3 separate regions of the Mus musculus genome follow, and regions 1 and 3 are each linked to region 2. The links are chromatin contacts, called in public HiChIP or PLAC-seq and promoter capture Hi-C maps. All regions are on one chromosome and are shown on one strand. Each heading gives the region's core, a stretch centred on a gene start, on an enhancer-like site or on the middle of the called end of the contact. The rest is flanking DNA. Distances are from core to core; before and after follow the strand shown. Region 1 holds the start of Tmem150cos (transmembrane protein 150C, opposite strand). Region 2 holds the start of Sec31a (Sec31 homolog A (S. cerevisiae)). Region 3 overlaps Hnrnpd (heterogeneous nuclear ribonucleoprotein D).

What was found. Promoter capture Hi-C pulls out the DNA fragments that hold promoters and counts their contacts. HiChIP or PLAC-seq counts read pairs in DNA pulled down with a chosen protein or histone mark.
Region 1: an H3K4me3 HiChIP or PLAC-seq map of embryonic stem cells shows a contact between it and region 2, with 2.6 times the contacts expected there. The contact joins the promoter of Tmem150cos here to the promoter of Sec31a in region 2. A contact is called at or near these places in 5 of 39 promoter capture datasets (the HPC-7 cell line, HPC-7-derived erythroid cells, cranial neural crest and 3 more), 2 of 484 Hi-C or Micro-C datasets (cortical neurons and epiblasts), 8 of 115 datasets of contacts at active chromatin or transcription factors (bone marrow-derived macrophages, embryonic forebrain, embryonic stem cells and 4 more) and 3 of 9 other capture datasets (embryonic stem cells, macrophages and pancreatic islet).
Region 3: a contact with region 2 is called in a promoter capture Hi-C map of embryonic stem cells. The contact joins the enhancer-like site here to the promoter of Sec31a in region 2. A contact is called at or near these places in 5 of 39 promoter capture datasets (the C10 cell line, the HPC-7 cell line, cranial neural crest and 1 more), 2 of 484 Hi-C or Micro-C datasets (CD4 T cells and cortical neurons), 4 of 115 datasets of contacts at active chromatin or transcription factors (embryonic stem cells, epiblast stem cells, fetal liver and 1 more) and 3 of 9 other capture datasets (adipose tissue, embryonic stem cells and liver).

The regions. Positions count from the first base shown.
Region 1 is chr5:100,076,207-100,079,564 of GRCm38.p6, forward strand. It overlaps Tmem150cos (transmembrane protein 150C, opposite strand), which reads left to right and starts at 1,756. Exons shown (of 5, transcript NR_045993.1): 1 at 1,756-1,934. Tmem150c (transmembrane protein 150C) reads right to left here. Exons shown (of 8, transcript NM_001382851.1): 8 at 1,666-3,358.
Region 2 is chr5:100,414,828-100,417,720 of GRCm38.p6, forward strand. It overlaps Sec31a (Sec31 homolog A (S. cerevisiae)), which reads right to left and starts at 1,407. Exons shown (of 28, transcript NM_026969.1): 1 at 1,276-1,407.
Region 3 is chr5:99,957,745-99,960,686 of GRCm38.p6, forward strand. Hnrnpd (heterogeneous nuclear ribonucleoprotein D) reads right to left here. Exons shown (of 9, transcript NM_001077265.2): 9 at 1-2,942. Among named protein-coding and RNA genes, the nearest start is that of Gm42127, 17 kb to the right of the region's middle. Within about 2 kb of position 1,622, at least 12 of the 459 cell types and tissues checked have an H3K27ac peak or open chromatin away from gene starts, as enhancers often do. A contact at or near this core is called in embryonic stem cells, where this site is marked.

The DNA of each region.
Region 1 (3,358 bases), core at 506-3,005, 340 kb before region 2:
ACCACATGGTGACTCAACCACATGGTAGCTCACAACCATTTGGGGATCTGATGCCCTCTTCTGGTGTGTCTCAAGACATAGACAGTGACATAAATAAATCTTAAAAAGGAAGAAAGAAAGAAAGAAAGAAGACCCCTTCTCTCAAGACCCCTCTATGCAGAAGAGGAGGCAGAGAGTCAGAGCCAGAGGTGATGATCCCAAAGAAACTGTTTCTAGACACCATAGAACTGATGTCTAGAACACACATGTGAACTCAGAGCCGGTGACAGTGACACAAGGCCTGTGTAGGTTCAAACCAGACAACATCCCAGCCCTGAGGAAGGAGAGCAGACAAAAAGTCCTTCCTACTCCTAACCAGGAAGATACCCATAACTGGTATTTTCTGGGACACACAGCTTCCTCAAATGGAGTGTCATTGGGTATGTCAACAACACAACTGGGCAGATTCCATGTGCTAACACACGTACACACAAACACCCCACGTCCTTTTGTGAGATCTCTGCATACTGGCTGGTTTTGTGTCAACTTGACACAGGCTGGAGTTATCACAGAGAAAGGAACTTCAGGTGGGGAAATGCCTCCATGAGATCCAGCTGTAAAGCATTTTCTCAATTAGTGATCAAGGTGGGAGGGTCCCTTGTGGGTGGTGCCATCCCTGGGCTGGTAGTCTTGGGTTCTATAAGAAAGCAAGCCGAGCAAGCCAGAAGAAGCAAGCCAGTAAGTAACATCCCTCCATGGCCTCTGCATCAGCTCCTGCTTCCTGACCTGCTTGAGTTCCAGTCCTGACTTCCTTTGATGATGAACAGCAGCATGGAAGTGTAAGCTGAATAAACCCTTTCCTCCCCAACTTGCTTCTCGGTCATGATGTTTGTGCAGGAATAGAAACCCTGACTAAGGGGCTGGTAAGATGGCTCAGTGGGTAAGAGCACCCGACTGTTCTTCCGAAGGTCCAGAGTTCAAATCCCAGCAACCACATGGTGGCTCACAGCCATCTGTAACAAGATCTGACGCCCTCTTCTGGAGTGTCTGAAGACAGCTACAGTGTACTTACATATAATAAATAAATCTTTAAAAAAAAAAAAAAAAAAAGAAACCCTGACTAAGACACTGCGTTTTGCCTTACTGGTTTTCTTTTTAGTTTGCTTTGATTTTAGCTTCTTATGAAGAGAGAAATTGGACGTGGGGGTGGGGAAGATCAGGGAGGAGAGAAAGAATATGCTAAAACTTTATTGTACAAAAAATATTTTCTCAGACAAGATGTTTGGCTTTCGATTCCATTCCTGCCATGGAATTCCTAACACCCATAGGACAGAACAGCAGTGTTTTATTCATAATGAACATCTTCTGTTTGTACCAGACTTCATGCTACTGAGGTAACTTTAGGATGAGGCTGCTCACCAGGTGCTTAGACCTCCAGCCTACCTACTTCCGGGAGGTTGGGGGGCAGCTGGGATGGAGAGCCTGGGGTGCACTGAGGGCAAGGGAGCCAGCCCCAGGCCTGCCTTCTTCACCCATGCACCTCTTCCATTTGACTGATCCTGAACTGTATCCGTCACAATAGAATGAGCATTAAAGAACGTGTTCTGCAAGCTATCCACAGCAAGCACGGACGTGTACGTGCACACCCACGAAGAACTGTTAGTGTAAGAAACAAGGAAGTCAGGATTTAGCATAAAACCCCTTTATTCAGTGGCCAGGTCCCAGTGAGTAATGTCAGTATTGGCTGGATGCTGCTGCTGCCGCTGCTGCTGCTGCACACTCTTAAGAACGCAGAGAAGTGTGTCACCGAAAGCTCTTTACTTGGAGTGTGGAGAGTAAAATAAAACCGTTTGTTCTTTGATAAAAATCTTTAAAATAGAAAAGTGAAAAGGAGGAAAGAAGAGAAACCTCATAGCAGTTTCAAAACTAACAGACATCCCCCTGGAGTATTTACGGTAAGACGCCTTTTTTAATAAGAGAATACTCTACTCGAGGCTTTCTCACACCACTGGGGGCTTTTCACTCCCTGCCCTGCCCTGCCCTGTAGTGATGAGTCCTCCCCCTCCTTCTTCACTCTGTCTTCCACTCTGTCGTTTGTCTCTGAATCTCTTTGATGCTCCTCACCTCCACTCAGAAACGAGCAGCAAATCTGTTCATTTGGACATTTACTGTGTGCTCGTGCTCGGCGCTATGCTGGGGGGCGGAGATTTAGCATTTGAACCCTTCCTTGGGAAGCTATACTTCAGGGTGAATTTACAAAACAACGTTTTCCACATTACATTCCGGGCTGTCTGAGCCCCCTAGGAGTTTGGAGAGTTTTTTGAAACAATGTGGGAGGGGGTGCTTGTGACTTGGTTGGGGAGGGGGTGCTTGTGACTTGGTTGGGGAGGGGGTGCTTGTGCACTTGGTTGGGGGAGGGGGTGCTTGTGCACTTGGCACTCTGTTGTTGGCACAGGGATCTAGGATGGCCTTGAACTCCTGCACCTCTGGGCTCATCTCCGAACAGCTTAGCAGTATTGCAGCTCCATTTGTGCCAATGTGATTTGCGGGAGGGCGATGTTTTTAATTTGCTTCTATAACTTCCAAATTTAATTTAAAGTCCCCAGTCCTCAAACTATAAAATTTGAGCAACACACGGATGTTAAAATCTCCCCTGGGTTGGACTAGCAGCAAGAGGGCTAACCTCCTGTCTTTCCTCAGAGCCCTCATACCTTTCACCTCCATGTAGATTTCTTTTGCGATTCTTCGAGAATCTTTTTTTCTTATTATTTCTTCAGATATAAATTAAGCTTGCACGTATACCCCTTTCATACTTGAAGCCAAAACAAGGTTCTTGCCTTTGGTCCACACCTTTGCCCACGAGGCCTACATAGACCCGTGAGAGTGGCACTTCAAAAAGAAAATGCAAACTGGAACTGTGGGTGATGCACTGTGGAAGGAAAAACCAAGCCACGCCCTCTCAGCCGTACCTCGTGCCATTCGCGGCTGACTGTCCCCGGTAGCATTCACGTTTGGAGATCTTCCTCAGGCAGAGTGACTCAAGTCCAAATGCTGGTGGCCGGCTTCTTTCCCGCTCACTCTCTGTAGCATGCTTCTCTCTCTGGATCCACAAAGCCGACCGCTGAACAGTGATGATGTCAGACTGATGGGAAAGCTCTGCCCACGCCTCTCAGGCCACGGCCAGCTTTAGTGCGGGGTGCATGCAGCCAGATGCTCCTAGGTTTCCACTCAAGTTCCCCTCGTGCTCGCCTCAAACCCTTCCAACCTGAAGGCGACTTAGGGAGCTGGCTTGACTCTCACTTTACATTCGGCCGGCCTTACTTTGCAGGAGGAAGATGCCAGGTTGGAACCGGGAAAAGGATGAGAAGCGCAAGGCCTG
Region 2 (2,893 bases), core at 157-2,656:
GGAGGGTCAGAATTCAAGGTCATCCTTAGCTAATCAATAAGTCTGAGACTACTCCGGGCCACAAGAGACCCTATCTCAAAGAATGAAGGAAACGGGGAAGAAGAGAGGGAGAAACAAAAAGAAATTAATTTTGCTGTATCACTTGACAAGTCTTTAATGCGGGATTTTTGAACCTCATGAAATTACACAGAAAATCCTACCCAGGTATGTGCATACAGTGTGCGCATGCTTTTCTAGGAAAAGCCCGATGCTTCCAAAGGGGGATGAAAATGCCAAAAGACTGATAGCCATTGCCTTTAACAGTTCACAAATATCTTTCTACTCTTACATGTTTCAGGGGGGGAAAAAAACCTGTTTACAAAATTTACCAGTGAAATCCAAATCTCATCGCAAATCTCACATTTCCAGACTCCACAATGTGTAACATTCACAATTAAGATAGAAATTATCCAAAAGTTCTTATTCCCTGCAAACCTTTCTTGGTTTGCTGTAACGAAGAGAAACAAGGACAGAATTACTTAAAAGGGCAGTACATTTTATCCAACTCCTGAATAATCAGGATATAGAGGATACGGTCACATGAGCGAGCTTCTAATTTTATTTATACATATAAATATATATATATATATAAGAGTTACAATTGTAGACAAAGAGCCAAGTTTCAACTTTGTATAGTTTAACAATTTGGAGGAACTATCAAAAAAACTCTTGCAACTTCCAGGAAGACCTGCAGAATTAGTTCTACGAGCTCACAGAAAAAGTTTACATGCCCACAAGTCCAGGCAGTTATTTTACAACTGCCTCACAATGTAATTTAATACAACAGCAGCAAAATCATATGCTTTTGAAGCACCGGCTGTGATTAGCGACTGCTGTCGCTAAATAATACAGTCCTAGTTAAACGACAGTAGCCTTCCTTTCAAATCTATGGTCCTTTAAATCTGGCAACAGTTCAAACACAACTTAACACAAAAATCTCAACCTAGGTGAAGTCAAAGAAATCATCCCGAGGTCTGTTTCCCTTCCATGCCCTTGGGGATCGCACCACTTTGTGCACAGGGACTGAAAGGTTAACCTCAAACTCACTCCCGAGCAGGGCAGCCTGGAAACGTCGGCAGAGGATGACCGGCACGATCACCCGCCTGCTGCGACTCCAGGCGTTGTCCCGGCGGGGCCGAAACGAGACGGGGGCGCGCCGTCAGCGGAGAACGGGCCTCGGGCCTCGGCAGCGGACACCGAACCTGGCGAGGGGCAGGAAACAAACGGCGGACACACCTGGCGGACCTCAGCGACCTGTCCTGCGTTAGCCGGCGAGCGTCGGCCTCTCCCCGGATCCGCCGCCGCCGCCCCTCCTCCGCGGCCCAGGGCCACCTCCACGCTCCGCTCCAACGTGGCAGCCGCAGCCCCGCCTGCGGGCCGGCACTTCCGGGTGCGGCAACTCGCCACGCCCACCCGGCCAGCCGGCACTTCCGGGAGCAGCGGCTCGCTCCTCCCACCCCGCGGGACAGCACTTCCGGGAGCAGCCACTCCGGTAGGCTAGTCTGGCCGGAGGTAAGGATTCAGCCGCGCGGCGTGAGGAGGCGCCTAAACTTCAGGATGCATCCGCTTGGCGGTAGATCAAGGGGAAGTCGAGCTGGGCGTCTCCGTCGGGGAAGGAGAGCGGTGACCGCGAGGACGCCACGTAGCACTCCTGTGAGGCGTCAGCAGCTGCTGGCGACAATACCCACACTAGACAAGGCGGGCGAAAACTGGCTGCAAGGACCGGTTCAGTTTGTGACTCGGCTAAGTTAATTATTGGTTTTGCGTCTTCCCTTTGAGAACTTACGTGATTTTGTCGCACACACCCAAAGGCTTATACTCTATAGAGGCTTAGCTGCGTGAGTGAGGTATATCGAATTAAGTTCATATTCTTAATATTTCAGTAGCTATCCATGGTATTCAAACCTATTAGCACTCGCCCTGGGCTACCGGAACAAAATAAGCGTGTGTGTGTGTGTTGCTCTCAGATTGGAGCATTGAGATTTTCGTTTAGGGATATAGATAGATAGATAGGTAGGTAGGTAGGTAGGTAGGTAGGTAGGTAGGTAGGTAGGTAGATAGATAGATAGATAGATAGATAGATAGATAGATAGAGATAAAGATATAAACCAGTAACTGGAAATGTAGAAGCTGGTCTGTAGAGCAAAAGAATGAAATGGGTGCTGAATTGGGCCCATGCATATGATGCCACCACACTCAAGAAGTAGAGGCAGAAAGATCAGGAGTTCGAGGCTAGTCTAAATCCAGGTCACCTTAGGCTGCAAGAGAGCCTTTCTTGAAAAGCAAAAGAAAATACACCACCACCAAAGGCTGGAGAGACGGCTTAACAGTTGAGAGCACTTGCTGCTCTTACAGAGGGCTTGGGTTTATTTCACAGAACCCATACGGCAGTGCACAAGTATTTGTGACTCCAGTTTTAAAGGACCCTACACCATCTTCTGACCTCCAGCAATATCTGCATGCAATAAAGCACATACATAAATACAGGCACTCAACACATAAAAAGTGAATAAACCATAAACAACAAAAGAAATTAGGTGCTGAAATTCTCTATCCCAACTTAAGCTAGGTCTAGTACATTTCTGTACATTTTAACAAGATGGGGTTGGTTTGGGACCCTTTGGTCCCAGACACTTAAACTATCTCCCTTAGAGCTCCCAACCTTAACGTATGTGCTGCCTGGTTGTACTTTTAATTTAAGGTGGGATTATTTCATCAGTGAACTCAAGCCAGATGAAAATCACTTGTCATAAACTATTAGCACCTGGACTGAACTGAGATCTCCTAACTTATTACCCTTGTTGACCACACCCAAGTCTCCTGTAACACCTTGCTTATAGACTCCTTACATGAA
Region 3 (2,942 bases), core at 372-2,871, 460 kb before region 2:
CCTAAACAGAGCACTCAAAGTGGAAGGTAGTCTAAGGAAAATGCTCCAAGAATAAAAGCACACCAACAAGTTTCTAATGTGCTGAATGTAAATCCTGGTAACAGGAACTTATTCGGGACGAACTGATGTCAAATCAGCACACTGAATTCTGACTTGGGAACAGCAATTGTCATATAATGAAGCAATTGCCATCCCAGTGCACAAAGAATGGACTGAAAAGCCAGACTTTTTAATACATATTAAGTTTAGGGAAAGATTTTAAAAGAAAACAGAACCCCAGGAAATGACTCACCTGGTAGTATATATCTAGTAAACAAGATACAGAAAGCTCATTGCTTGAGGACTGGCAATACTAGCAGGTCTACCCACAAGTAATCAAAGCTACCTAACAGCCCACCAAATGTTTCTATTCTGAAGTACAATTCTAAAAGGATGAGCTGTCATTACCTGATTTTCCACAAACTTCTCTCTCTCTCTCTCTCTCTCTCTCTCTCTCTCTCTCTCTCTCTCTCTCTCTCTCACACACACACACACACACACACACACACACACACACACACACCTACCTGCCATTACTCTTCTGAAATTCTAAGTACCAGGGCTTGTTAAATGTGGGGTGGATTAAGAGAAAGTAAGCTTTACAAGTTTATGAGCAAATGTTAAGAAACCTGTATATTTGTTAGCATGGAGGGGGTCTCAAAACACCCCTACAAAGGCCCTAATGGCTTAAGTGTTAGCCCAAGTACTGGTAGACATATGGGTAATGAAGAAAGGCCAGGTTTCAAGTCTGATTAAGACCACTAGATCTTCCAGCCCATTCTAGTGTCTCTGAAGCAAACTGTGATGGCTCTCTCTGGACACAGCCATCTGCCTTCTTCCCTTTGAGATGAGAACACTGTAAGCCAGATTCACCCTTCAGGCAGGGTGGGAAACTCCAGTAACCCTCACCAGACAATAAAAATATCTATCTAGAGGTTCATTCTAAAGTGTTCCACTCCTCAGTGGAAGCAAAGATCACTTAGCATCCACTAAAAACTTTGAGCAGGAAGAAGTCCAAGCAACAGGATGTAAGGTAAGATGGCCTTGCATGTGTTTGTTCTAAGCTGGGTTCTTGCCAACACCCAGGTCAGCCTTGAAATGAGCTCAAGAATCCACTTCAGCCTTCCCAGGGTTGAAGAGTACGGAATTACACTATCAGTAAAAGCCTTAGGAAGGAAAAAAGATGAAGGGCATACTTAAGATTGATTAGAATAGTTGGGGAAGAGGGTGAAAAATTCTAAGATGAATTCTGTTTTTAATTTAAATTGTAGAAACCAGAACTAGGGAAGTTTTTGTCCAGGGCTCAACAAAGAACCAAAACAACAAAAAACAAACCAAAACCATAAAAACCCACTGCAGGAAGAAGTTCATAATTCCCTCACATTTTGCAGAACTGCTTAGACTGGACAGTTTAGTGTCAAGGTAAAAACCCTATTTGAAAGACGTCATGTAAGACCTAGATTCAAATGAACAAACTCCCTCAGCAAACCCCTGTCCAGCCTAACCAGGGTTACCTACCCCTATGGTGCTGAGAGGACACGGAGGTCTCACTGGCCTGGGAAGACTTGTGCCAAACAAGCAGGATGATTTAGGAAACAAAGGACCTAATTCAGAGACAAAGGGATTCCTGGAAAGACAACTAGCTCAGCCTGGACAATGCATAATCAAGAACAAAGCTGACAAGATTTATGCAAATGGCAAAAGTTCAAGAAATAAGTCAGTGAGTGGCCAGAAAGATATCTAGGTCAACAGATAATTAACTCAGGTAGGCGTGAGGATAAGTTTTTAAATGTGACTTAATGGAAACAAAGTTAACATTAAAAACCAAGTTATTTATCTACTATTCTTTGTGAAAATGTTTAATCACACTGTGATGACTTCCAATCAGGAAGTTGAATCTGAGTGCAGTGACTTTCTACATTCCACCAGCACAGCTGTTTACAGACATTTGGCCTATTATATAGGATCAAGACCAATCTGATAGCAGCTCATGAACTAGGCTCAAACTGCCCCAAGCAAGTTTTTGGTGTGGTATTTATGGAAAACAGGCATAATGAAGTATGCTAGCTAATACTAATGTATTCAATTGACAGAGTGATTTATTTAGACACTTTCTATGATAGGCCAGGTAATCATAGATCTGAGGCTTTCCCAGTTTAAGTACACAAACCTGCCACTGTAATACAAAGGCAGGGATATGTAAACAAATGTGCATACTTTTGTATTATAATGTTTTTAAAAATGGGCTGCAGCCCTCATTGTATGTCTCTCATGAACTTTCAACTTTACAGCACTGACTTTTATCATTAAAATGTCTTTAGACACAATTCACTATCACAGACTCAGGCATCTGACCACAGATCGACTGCACCCATGGCTCACGTGACTAACAGCTCTTCAAGTCTGCTTCCAACTAACTGATCAAACTGAAAACTTACCAGGACTGAACACATTAACACACAATTCAGTAGTAACTATAAATTGTCCATCCAAGTTGAAATCAATGTCCTGAATGCTAACATAAGAGACTTACCAATTTGAGTGATTTCACACATAAAGCAGTGACCCTGACTGAACCCTGAAGTTTCACCTTAGCGCCCGCCCCTTTGGGATGACAAGATTTCTAGGAACATCTTACCTTTAAATCCTAGACTCAGTTAACAGACCAACCCCCCAAAAATTGACTTAAAAAAAGAGCACACATACAAATAAACACTATGCATTTTTTAAAATCTTCCCTAATTACACCAAAGCTTTAAGAAAAAAATACTCTCTAAACTAGCTGCAGTTCTATTTAAATTAATAGATTTCCTTAAGTCCACATTTTTTTTATTTAATGGAAGCTTAAAAACAATTGTCTGCAAATGTTCTTGCCCATTTTTCCAGATTTGTTTTTAAAAAGC